Regions from separate parts of the Mus musculus genome. Here region 1 is linked to region 2. Evidence: chromatin contacts called from public HiChIP or PLAC-seq data. All regions are on one chromosome and are shown on one strand. Each heading gives the region's core, a stretch centred on a gene start, on an enhancer-like site or on the middle of the called end of the contact. The rest is flanking DNA. Distances are from core to core; before and after follow the strand shown.

The links. HiChIP or PLAC-seq counts read pairs in DNA pulled down with a chosen protein or histone mark.
Region 1: an H3K27ac HiChIP or PLAC-seq map of microglia shows a contact between it and region 2, with 3 times the contacts expected there. The contact joins two enhancer-like sites. A contact is called at or near these places in 2 of 115 datasets of contacts at active chromatin or transcription factors (memory CD8 T cells and microglia) and 1 of 9 other capture datasets (pancreatic islet).

What each region holds. Positions count from the first base shown.
Region 1 is chr4:149,836,822-149,842,492 of GRCm38.p6, forward strand. No RefSeq gene overlaps it. Among named protein-coding and RNA genes, the nearest start is that of Gm42354, 49 kb to the left of the region's middle. Within about 2 kb of position 4,265, at least 62 of the 459 cell types and tissues checked have an H3K27ac peak or open chromatin away from gene starts, as enhancers often do. A contact at or near this core is called in microglia, where this site is marked.
Region 2 is chr4:149,707,156-149,712,789 of GRCm38.p6, forward strand. No RefSeq gene overlaps it. Among named protein-coding and RNA genes, the nearest start is that of Tmem201, 28 kb to the right of the region's middle. Within about 2 kb of position 3,571, at least 148 of the 459 cell types and tissues checked have an H3K27ac peak or open chromatin away from gene starts, as enhancers often do. A contact at or near this core is called in microglia, where this site is marked.

The DNA of each region.
Region 1 (5,671 bases), core at 3,015-5,514, 130 kb after region 2:
TGGGTGACCTGCCAGAGACCCTCACTAAGGTAGATCCCATCGGCTTTCCCTTCCGAGTCACTGAGATGCCAGCCATTCCCAGTTGTGTGTTATTCTGCCTCAGCTTCTGCTTATTCTCTGAGATGCTAGCATATACCAAAGGTGGAAGGTTGCTGAGGGGAGGCACCAGCTATGCAGCTGTGGGAAGTCACCATCCGTGACCTGTGAGAGTTTCTGTTGTGGTTATGTGTGGGTCATCCACAGTCCCGTATGTATCCCTTCACTCATGGTCTGTAAGTAAGCCCTGTAAACTCGGTGTTTTGTTGCTGTGAAGAGCTACCATGACCACGGCAACTCTTATAAAGGAAAACATTTCACTGCGGCTGGCTCACAGTTCAGAGGTTCAGTCCATTATTGTCATGGCAGGCAGCATGGTGGCACACAAGTAGACATGGTGCTGGAGAAGGAGCTGAGATTCTCTATCTTGATTTGTACACAATCGGAAGAGAACTGACTTGAGCTTCCAAGACCTCAAAGGCCACTCCCACAGTGACACACTTCCTCCAGCAAGGCCACAAGTCCTAATAGTGCCACTCCCTATGGACCAAGCACTCAAACACACCATTCCTATTCAAACCACCACACCACTCTAGGGTTGAGTGGGTAGATGTTTGTTTGTGTCCCCCCAGGAATAGTTCACAAAGACTCCCAAGGCTCTTCCCCACAGCCCCGTTTCTTGTTCTCAGTAAATATAGAAGGATTTGGTATTAGTTATTTCTCTCATTGATGTGACAAGATGCTTGGCATGAAGCCATGCAAGGAGGAAGGGTCCATCTTGGCTCACAGTTTGAGGATTACAGTCATCGTGTTAGGGAAGGCCGATGATGAACACAGACTCCCTTACAGTCCTTACCAGAGGTTTATTTCCAAGGCGATTCTAAATCCCAGCTGAGGAATGTTCCCATTTAACCACCACAGACCTTTTCAAGTCTGATGGCCAGTATTTTTAAACTTCAAGAAAAATAATGTACAAAATTGGGTGTATGAATACTGAAAGCCAACACACCCTGTGGGTTTTTTCTAGCGAGCCTATGCTAGGGCAGAATCCCATGGATTTCTGAGAGTTGTCTAATGGTCCTTCAGACTCTCTCTGAGGAGGAAGTGCTGGCCTCCTCCAGGTGTGAACATCAGGGCATAGTGAGGACTGTCTTCCCTAACCCTTCCAGCCACCAGGGATGACCCATCCAGAAATCTTGGGATGCTCATCCGGGGGAGTGGGGTTTGCCACGAAACCTATCACCTGCACGGTGTGTATAGCAGATCTCTAATGGCTCTCAGTTCCCACCAAGAGCACTCCATACCAAGGCTATGTGCTAACAGGTGTGTCATTGATGGAAGTCGATTTGGAAAGGCGTGCAAACCTGAGTCTGGAGAGATTCCAGCAGCGTGTGTACAGATGTGTACAGAACTCCCAGGAACTTCCTCTAGACATCCCACTGGGTCATGAAAGGATCAAATCTCTCTTTTGGCCTTTTGTGCACATTTCCTCTGCAGCCGGGGAAAGCCCTGTGTTGATGTGTAGAAGCCATGCTCTCTCTCAGATACTCTGAACCTCTCAATCTTCTGGGGACCAACCATTCAGCCATCCAACCTGTGTGCTTTTGTTATGGGAGTACAGAGATATGGGTTCAACTTCGATGATCCATGATGTCTGTGCAGACACAGCTTGGTAGGAAACCCATGGCCCCTGTGGCAATGTCTGGGTAGGACAGAGGAGGGACTCTTTTCCTGCGACTGTGGGCGGCTCCTGGGAACAAGAGGCCTTCAGTCTCCTGACTTTCCTTTGGCCTCAGCCCTTGTAGAGTGTGTTCATCTCTCTCTCTCTCTAAGATGGACACCTCCCTCTTTTCTTGGATGGAATCTATATCATGTCTAAGTGGCTCCATCAGGGAAGGTGTGAGCTCTGAGTGGCCACAGGAGGAACTATGGATCTTGTTCTTCCCCATGGTGGGGCTAGGTCCCCTCAGTGGGATGCCCTCTGGGTGCATTTGGTCCTATTCTCACCAGAGGGCGCCACGACCCTCCTTTATCACTGTCCTGACCTCTGTCCAGGCACACCTTCACTGGTGAGTCTCACAGTTCAGAACGCCAAAGCCTAGCCTTCACCATTCCTACCAGAGAGCCAAATGATCTCCTTAGGGGGAACTGACTTTTCTTTGGGAAAATGAGCAATTTTTGAGTTTGGCAACATCCTCAATATCAGTATAACAGGAACTGACCTCTCTCCTGTATTTCCATTTCAATTTAGGTCTAAAAACCAGCCCCAGCCCCTTCGAGGACAGCATGGGACTCTGCATGATTAAGAGACTCCCTGGGGGTCAGGCACGATGGTGCATGCTTGAAATCCAGGCAGCTGTACTCAGGAGGCGCACGAGTTCAAGGTTATCCTAAGACATAGCAAGTTTGAGGCCAGCCTGGGTTACATGAGACTGTCATAAAACAAACACCCAAACCTGCCAGAGATTAAAACAAGATAAAAGACCCCCTCCTCCAAAAAAACAAAAACAAAAACAGCCTCTCAAGACATGGCCCTGGCAGAAAGCTGTTGGGTACCACTCTCAATCAGACTGACGCAAGCTGCCATCCCGACAGTGGGGCACCTTCTCTTAGGAGGTAGTTTTCTTTTTTGGTCACTGTTAGTTGTTAAGTAGGAGACGGCAATTAAGGCCTTTAAGCCAACACAGATGGGGCTTACTCCGCATTGGTACCAGACAGAGGAGGGTGGCCTGGTGAAAGAATTCCTCCAGTCACAGATCATGCTGTCTACAGGACCCCATGAGTGAAGGATGCCCAGAAGAGCATTTGGGAGAACTAAATATATATAACATACGTGTGTGTGTGTGCATGTTTGGGTGTGTGGGAAGTGTCAGTGTGTGTGTGTGTGTGTGTGTGCATGTTTGGGTGTGTGGGAAGTGTCAGTGTGCGTGTGTGCATGTTTGGGTGTGTGGGAAGTGTCAGTGTGTGTGTGTGCATGTTTGGGTGTGTGGAAAGTGTCAGTGTGTGTGTGTGTGTGTGTGTGCGCATGTTTGGGTGTGTGGGAAGTGTCAGTGTGTGTGTGTGTGTATGTGTGTATGTGCGTGTGTGTGCATGTTTGGGTGTGTGGGAAGTGTCAGTGTGTGTGTGTATGTGTGTGTGTGTGTGTGTGTGCATGTTTGGGTGTGTGGGAAGTGTCAGTGTGTGTGTGTGTGTGTGCATGTTTGGGTGTGTGGGAAGTGTCAGTGTGTGTGTGTGTGTGTGTGTGTGTGTGTGTGTGTGTGTGTGCATGTTTGGGTGTGTGGGAAGTGTCAGTGTGTGTGTTGCAGAGCGGAAGGTTCTGGATTGGATATCACCTGCAGTACAGAGTTTACTCCCCCCCCCCCCCCCAGAACTCTATCTTGGGAGAATCTACATACTTGGCCCTTGACCTTTTACCTCAACCCTGACCCTTATTCCAGCTCTAATCCTCATTTTAGTCCTGTGTGTGTGTGTGTGTGTGTGTGTGTGTTTGTAAGTGTATGTATGTATGTACATGTGTGTGAGCCTGTGTGGTTTCCAACTCTCTGCTAGGCAGCTGGCGTAGCTGCACCATCTTTGCATGTAGATGATGCTACCAGAAGAGGTATCCAACCTCTATGATCCCCAGGAGGGGATGGGTAGGTCTGTGGGTGGACCCACAAATCTCCATTCTATCTGACCTTCTCACATGAATCCTGAAAAGCCAGGTAAACTTTGGCTGGCCCTGGGGTCGCCCCATTATCCCCCTCCCTCCTGATACCCGCCGCCATCACTCTCCAGGAATAGCTGCATCCCTTATGTTGACTCTTGGGTTCTTGCTCCCTAGGACTGGATGGATGTTCACTCATGGTTTCCACGACACTGTTCCTCCTGGCCACTGTAAGGAACAAGGCCTTATGCTCCTGGCCCCAGGGCCCACTCAGCACCTGGCATTCGGGGCCACCAGCTGAACCAACTGTCTGGGCCGTGAGGGTGGGAAATGCTGTTGCTGCAGGATTTGAAGCCCCCTCCCCAGAGAGGGCAGCATTGAGTGGCAGACCTCTTTGGGCTCATTTTCCTACAGTTCCTAGTAGAGATCGCTCCCTTTTCCCATATCAGAAAACAGCTGTTCTGCTGGCTCCCCCGGCATGTGCCAGCACTATAAATACCCCCCAGCCTTGGCACAGGGACCTGGGGAACTTGGGAAGTTAGAGCCCTGGGCTGTGCGGGCAGTGGGAGGGAGAAGCATTGCCCAACTTCCCCCCTCTCAGCCTCCAGGCACAGGCTGGCCCTGCTTCCCACGGGCTAGGAAACCCCCGCAGTCCTCCTAGGAATCTGGCAGAGACAGCTTCAGCAGCCCTGGTGGTGTTTAACACACTGTCTAGTGCGGTCCAGTCAGCTCCCACTGTTGGAGACAGTGAGGCTCAGTGGGAGCCAAGGCACTGGTTCCAGCTGGATTCTTATAGGGGGGAGTGTGAACAGGAAGGAGTAGCTTTTGTTCATGATAGGATTGGCTTTATTTAGGCTTGATTTTTTTTTTTTTTGATGAGTTCTTATATAACCCAGGCTAGCCCTTGAACTAACCCTTGTCTGAGCAAGGCCCTCCTGCCCTGTTGGAGCAGGTGTGTCATTGTGGGTGTGGGCTATAAGACCCTCATTCTAACCTGGAAGTCAGTCTTCTGCTAGCAGCCTTCAGATGAAGATAGAGAGCTCTCAGCTCCTCCTGTACCATGCCTGCCTGGATGCTGCCATGCTCCTGCCTTGATGATAATGGACTGAGCCTCTGAACCTGTAAGCCAGCCCCAATTAAATGTCCTTATACGGGTTGCCTCGGTCATGATGTCTGTTCACAGCAGTAAACTAAGACATGGATCTGGAACTTTCTGTGTAGCCCAGGCGGGTCTCAAACTTGTACCACTCCTTCCTGCTTCAGTTTCTTCCCCAGGAGCAGGAGAGAGGGGAGATGGCTCAGTGGGTAGACGCTCTTGCCTTGCAAGCCTGAGCACCTGGGCTTGATCTGTGTAACAATGAACTAATGACCTCAAGCTGCCCTCTGAACCCCATGTCATAACATTGTCCCCCTAACAATAACAAACAAAGAAAGAACACAAATAACATAAAGAGGAGAGAGGAGGGAGGGAGGCCTCCTTCAGGGCACCCTTTGCTTAGCTTGCCAGTGTAAGCTGAGCTCACCTGTACCTCAGCTGCCTGCTAAGATACCCTGCTCTGCTGTTCTTATGGACTACGTGAGTCAGGCGCCCTCTGGTGCCATGGTTTGCTTACTGCAGCCTGAGAGGGCGATAGCTCAGCAAGCAGATAAAGGTCCAGCCTGACAACCCTAGTTCAGTTTCCGGAACTCATGTGCTGGAAGAAGAAAACTGAGCCCTGCAAGTTGTCTTCTGACCTCCACATGTGCACGGCGGCTTGTGTGTACCCACACACATATGCAAACACTTACACATATAATAAATTAAAAATTCCATTTAGAAGTTATTCTATTTAAGCCAGATTTGCTTTTATTCTATTACAGCCTTTATTATAATACAATTTATTCATAAATTGTGAAACTCACTAAGAATCTAAGTTCTTGGATTTTTTTTTCTTCTTCTTACTTTAAGATCACCAGCCCCCTGCTATTCTTGGGATGCTTTCCCTTGTT
Region 2 (5,634 bases), core at 2,321-4,820:
TTTTAAAAATAGATCTTAAATGGAATTAAGGAGATGATGACCTCAGGGAAGACTCCATGCAACTAAGCTTCCATCCTGTGAAAAGGAATTAAAGAACATGTTAGGCACAGTGGTACACGGCTTTAGTCCCAGCACTCCGAAGACAGAGGCAGGCAGATCTCTGAGTTTAAGGCTAGCCTGGTCTACAGAGGAACCGACAAGCTCAGGCAGTGAAGGAAACTATCCGAAGCAGAAAGCTGGTGATGATGTCATTGAACAAGGGGGCCATGGTCCAGCCCCAGCAAGCTGCAGAACGCGGCAGTTTTGGCCATGTGGTTCTGGCCTTAGAGTCAATGATAGAAAAAGGAGAATGTGGAATCTCTGAGACTAAGGAAAGCCGCAGAGGCCAGGCTTGTGTGGCAGGGCTGTCTCTGCATGGAGGTCATTGCATGAAGCTGTGAAGGTGGAGCCTGGATTGCCTTGAGGACCCCCAAGAGGTTAGAGATGCTGGAGTTGTGGGCTCCTGTCAAGGAGAGCTGCTGACAGGGAGTGGAACTGGCCCAAGAGAAAGACGTATATTGCAGACGACAAAGCTGAAAGGAGTGTGAGACATGACGTCAGGGCACGGAGATGAAAAGCTTGGCGTTTGCCCAGTTGGGCTTGGTCTTCTTTGGTCCAGGGTTTTCCCCACTGTGGTCCCGTCCCTGCGTTTTGGAATGGCAATGTCTACCCCGGGGCCGTTATAGTTTGGAAGCACAGGATCTGTTCTGTGATTTTGATTTTATAGGGGGTGACAGTTAAGAGACTGCCATGAATCTCAGAAGAGAATTTTAAACATTGTTGAAACTGTGGTAGACTATGGGGACTTGGAAGTTGGACTAAACACATTTTGCATTTTGCTATGGCTACAAGCCTATGGAGGCTGGGGAGTGGGATGTGATGGTTGACAGAGGACTGGCCCCTGTAGACTCATGTGTTTGGATACTTGCCCACAGGGAGTAGCGTTATTAGGAGGTAGGATATGTTGAAGGATATGTGTCACTGTGGGCTCGGGCTTTGTCTTCTATGCTGTAGCCACATCTAGACACAGTCTCCTTCTCCTGCCTTCAGATCAAGATGTAGAACTCTCAGCTCCTTCTCCAGCACCATGTTGGCCTGCAGGCTGCCATGCTTCCTGACATAATGGACTAATAATGGACCAAACCTCTGATTAGGTTAAATTAAATGTTTTTCTTTATAAGAGTTGCCATGGTCATACTGTCTCTTCACAGCAATAAAGCCCAAACTGAGACGGGAGTCCATCTGTAATTTCCCAGGGAATGCTATGAGAACCAAAGAAAATAGGAAATTAGCTGACTTGAGGCCAGGCAAGGGGAAGTAGGGAATTCTCTGTTCTTGGCTTGGAGGCTGGCCACCCGTATTACATGGTACCAGACCGGCTCTGCTAGGATCATTGGCCTCCTGTGACTTCCAGGTTGGGACAACCATTAAGAAACTTAGTAACAAGATAGGCAGGCTTGTACTTATGTCTACCAGCCTTCCTAGGTGCTGTAAGACTAGGTTCAGGATTATTCTGTCTGTTCAAGAAAAAGAAAGAGAGCTGGGGTGTAGGTCTTATACAGTGCTTGTGGAGTAAGCCCAAGACCCCAGCACCTGCTTCTACCTCCCTGATGTGGGGATTAAAGGAGTCCACCACCACTGGCCAGTTTATATTTAACTTTGTAAAGGTATATTCTTTTTTCCCCGCCTAGAGTCAAAGACTACTAAGGCTCAAATACATGGCAGAAGACACACCCTATGTGGAACCCTAAACTGGCACACTGCTCCCGGCAAGGGAACAGATTTCTTTAAGAAGAGCCATCATCGGGCTGATGACTCTGACCACTGGTCCCTGTAAACTATCTCCTCCTGTTAGACAGCAAGCCTGGGGCCTTCTGGAAACTGCTGGAGGGGAAGTCATCTTCCAAGAAATGAAAGAGAAAGCCTTCCACGCCCATCTGGAAAATGGTTTCCCCATCCCACCCTTGAGCTGACAACTCTTCCTCTACTGCTTGGAAGCCCACACCCTGGGGCCTGCCCACTTTAAGGCTAAAGATTCAAGTGGACAGGATTTCAAGGCATTGGCCTAGACAAGAGGTATGACTCCAAATAAACATTGCAGAGATGGGGCTGGAGAGACAATGCTGACCTTAGGAGCTGGTTCTGTTTGTTTTTGCAGAGGACTCAAGTTTGCTTCTCCCATTGAGCAGTCCACAGCTGCTTGTAACTTCAGCTCCAGGGGATCTGATGTTCTCCTATGGCCTTTGCAGGGATTGCTACATAGACACATATATACACGTAATTTTTCATCTTAGTATATGTATTTATTTTATTCTTCTGGCTATGAGTGTTTTGCCTGCTTGCACACACACACACACACACACACACACACACACACACACACACACACCACATGTGTGCCTGATAAACATGGAGGTCAGAAGACCGCAACTAGAGTTACAGGTGGTTGTGAGTCACCATGTAGATGCTGGGAACCAAACCTGGGTCCTTTGCAAGAGCAGTCAGTGCTCTTAGCCACTGAATTTCTCCAGCCCCTATACACATTTTATTTTATTTTAGACAGGGTTTCTCCGTGTAGCTCCTGGACCTTGCTCTGAAATCCAGACTGGCCTCAAACTCAGAGAGAGATCCACCTGCCTCTGTCTCCTGTTTTGTTTTGTTTTGTTTTTTTCGAGACAGGGTTTCTCTGTGTAGCCCTGGCTGTTCTGGAACTCACTTCGTAGACCAGGCTGCCCTGGAACTCAGAAATTCGCCTGCCTCTGCCTCCCAAGTGCTGGGATCAAAGGCGTGTGCCAACACTGCCTGGCAGTGGTGTTCATCTTTAATCCCAGCACTCAGGAGGTAGAGGCAGGCGGATCTCTGAGTTCGAGGCCAGCCTGGTCTACAAAGTGAGTTCCAGGACAGGAAGGGATACACAGAGAAACCCTGCCTCAAAAAACAAAAACAGGGGCTGGTGAGATGGCTCAGTGGGTAAGGGCACCCAACTGCTCTTCCGAAGGTCCGAAGTTCAAATTCCAGCAACCACATGGTGGCTCACAACCACCCATAATGAGATCTGATGCCCTCTTCTGGTGTATCTGAAGACAACTACAGTGTACTTACATATAATAAATAAATAAATCTTTAAAAAACAAACAAAACAAAACAACAAAAAACCAAAAACAACAACAACCACAACAAAAAGAATACCACCATGTTCTACCAGAGCCCTGTACACATAACTAAGCAAAGTATAAATTTCAGGTAATCCACTAGGGCTTTATGATGGATGGAGATCTGAGAAGCAAACTGTGTCATCCCATCCTTAGGGACATGGCTCTGCCAAAGTCCCGGCACCAGGCAGGGAATGGCCATGGCCATCACAGCTCTACAAGAAAAAGCCTGGCCAAGAAATTCTCAGGCAGGGCTAGAAGAGAGTCCCACAATGGCTAACTTCCCTGTGGGCGGAGCCTGGGGCAGCCTTGCTTCCTTACACGGGTAAGCCCAGACAAGCTAACATCAGAGCACAGCTTTCCACATCGCTTCTGTGCCTCTGCTCTACAGAGTCTGGTGTGGTTAACTGACTGATCGTTCATACACTGAGGAGTCCTAGGGAGCCACCTAGAGGAGGGACAGCAAAACAGGAGAGGGGCAGAAGGTAGGGCTGAGGACAGAACCATTAAAGAGGGCAACAGGAATGAGGATGTCTTAGAAAAGCAGAGGAGGGGCTGGACAGGTAGGTGGCTCAGCAGTTAAGAGCACTGACTGATCTTCCAGAGGACGTGAGTTCAATCAAAAAATAAAAAATAAATAAAAAATAAAGGAAATCTAAAGAGATTGAACAAGCGTGCATGTGCTTGCTTGTGTGCTGTGTGTGTGTGTTTCTGTGTATATGTGTGCATGTGCTTGCTTGTGTGCTGTGTTTGTGTGTGTGTATGTGCTTGTCTCTCTTATGTTTGTGTTTCTCTGTGTTGTGTGTGCTGTGTGTTTCTGTATGTGGCTCTGTATTGTATATGGTGTATGTGTCTGTTTTTCATGTTGTGCATTTTATACATTTTATATATGTGTATATATGTGTATTTGTGTATGTCTGTTGGTATATTAAGTGTGTGTGTTATGTTTGTGTATATATGTGTCTTGTCTTGTATTGGTGTGCACGTTGTATATGTGTGTGTATTGTGGATGATATGTGTGTGTCTGTTTGTGTGTTGTATGTATGTGTGTGTTAAGCAAGACCAAAACAGGATGAACTCACATGGACACAGTTAGCTTCTAGCCTGTTAGTCTGGCCTGTTTTTGGCAACTCTTCCCCTTTGTAATCAAGAAGGTGGGCAACCAGCAGACAAACTTGACTCATGGCCATAACTTACTGGACCAGAATGGAGGCTCGGATTCCAGCGAGGCCAATCAAGTCCTTCCCAGAAAAGTAGACTTGGGACCTGTTGAAGAGACCCAGGATAGGTCAGCTAGGTGGGTGTCGCAAGTGGGGACAGGTGAGGGTGCCTCAGTCTCTGGCTCTCACCAGAGCTGCCAGTACCTGTAATGCTGTCACATGCATATTTGACCTTTGTCCAGTCGCCTGCACTCAGCTCCTAACGTCCTGGAAAATTCTGCAGTGGTGTCTTTCTGTGGCCAGGGCTGACCAGGCCTGAGGGCTGCTGGACAGTCTGAGGATGGGGCTGGCTGCTAAGGGAAACTAACTAGCTGTGTGGAGAGGGTGGGAACTTTCAGCCCTGCCCTCCCTCCAGCTTACTGAGAGGGGAAGAAGGTCTAGATGTCACCAGCCGCTCCCACATAAATCCTCAAGAGAACAGGGGGATCTTTGTCGTTTGTTTTGAGAAAAAAATCTCATGGATCCTAGACTGGCCCCAAACTCACTACAGAGCTGAGGCGGACACTGATCCTCCTGCCCAGGCCTCTGAAGTGCTAGGATTACAGGCCCCTGGCTTTCTGGGATGCTGGGGCTTCCTGGGTGCTAGGCAACACTGTACCTCAAGAGGGCAGTGTTCTGAGCGCTTTCTGGTCAGTGCAGCCAGGGTGCCCCGTGCCCTCCCTGACCTGGGCCATTCATTCCTCTCTCCACTGTCTCTGTCACGTCTAGTCCTTTATTACAAGTCAGAAAGAGCCAGGGAACAGTTCCCAGAGTTCTCAGAGGGGCTCCAGCAAGTTAGCGGAGCCTGACAGGGGGGTCGTGGGAACTGGGCTTTATCAACAGTCATCCAAAAACAGGGAAAACAACTTTGGGGACAAGGTTACCTACTACAAAGTCCCCTTTTCCGTCCCAGTTAAAGGGCTGGTTTCTGACTGTGGTCTGGGAAGCAGACTGTGGATGGTGTATCGAGTGAGGCCGCAGTTGAGAATAAGGTAGAAATGAGGCAGGCTCACACAGTCAGTCCCTCAGGAACTCTCACCCCATCTGCCCTTACTGCTCTTGATGCTGCCCTGACAGGGAACCTGCAGGTCCAGATCTTCCCAGGATCAATGTGTGGTTTGCAGTACCCCGACTCTGCATCTGGCTACTCGGAAGAATTAGACCCCCCCCCCCCCGGCATAGATGTTACCCAGCTGGCCCCTTGCCCCAGAGGGACTCCACTTTGTCCTTGGTTGTATCCTTGC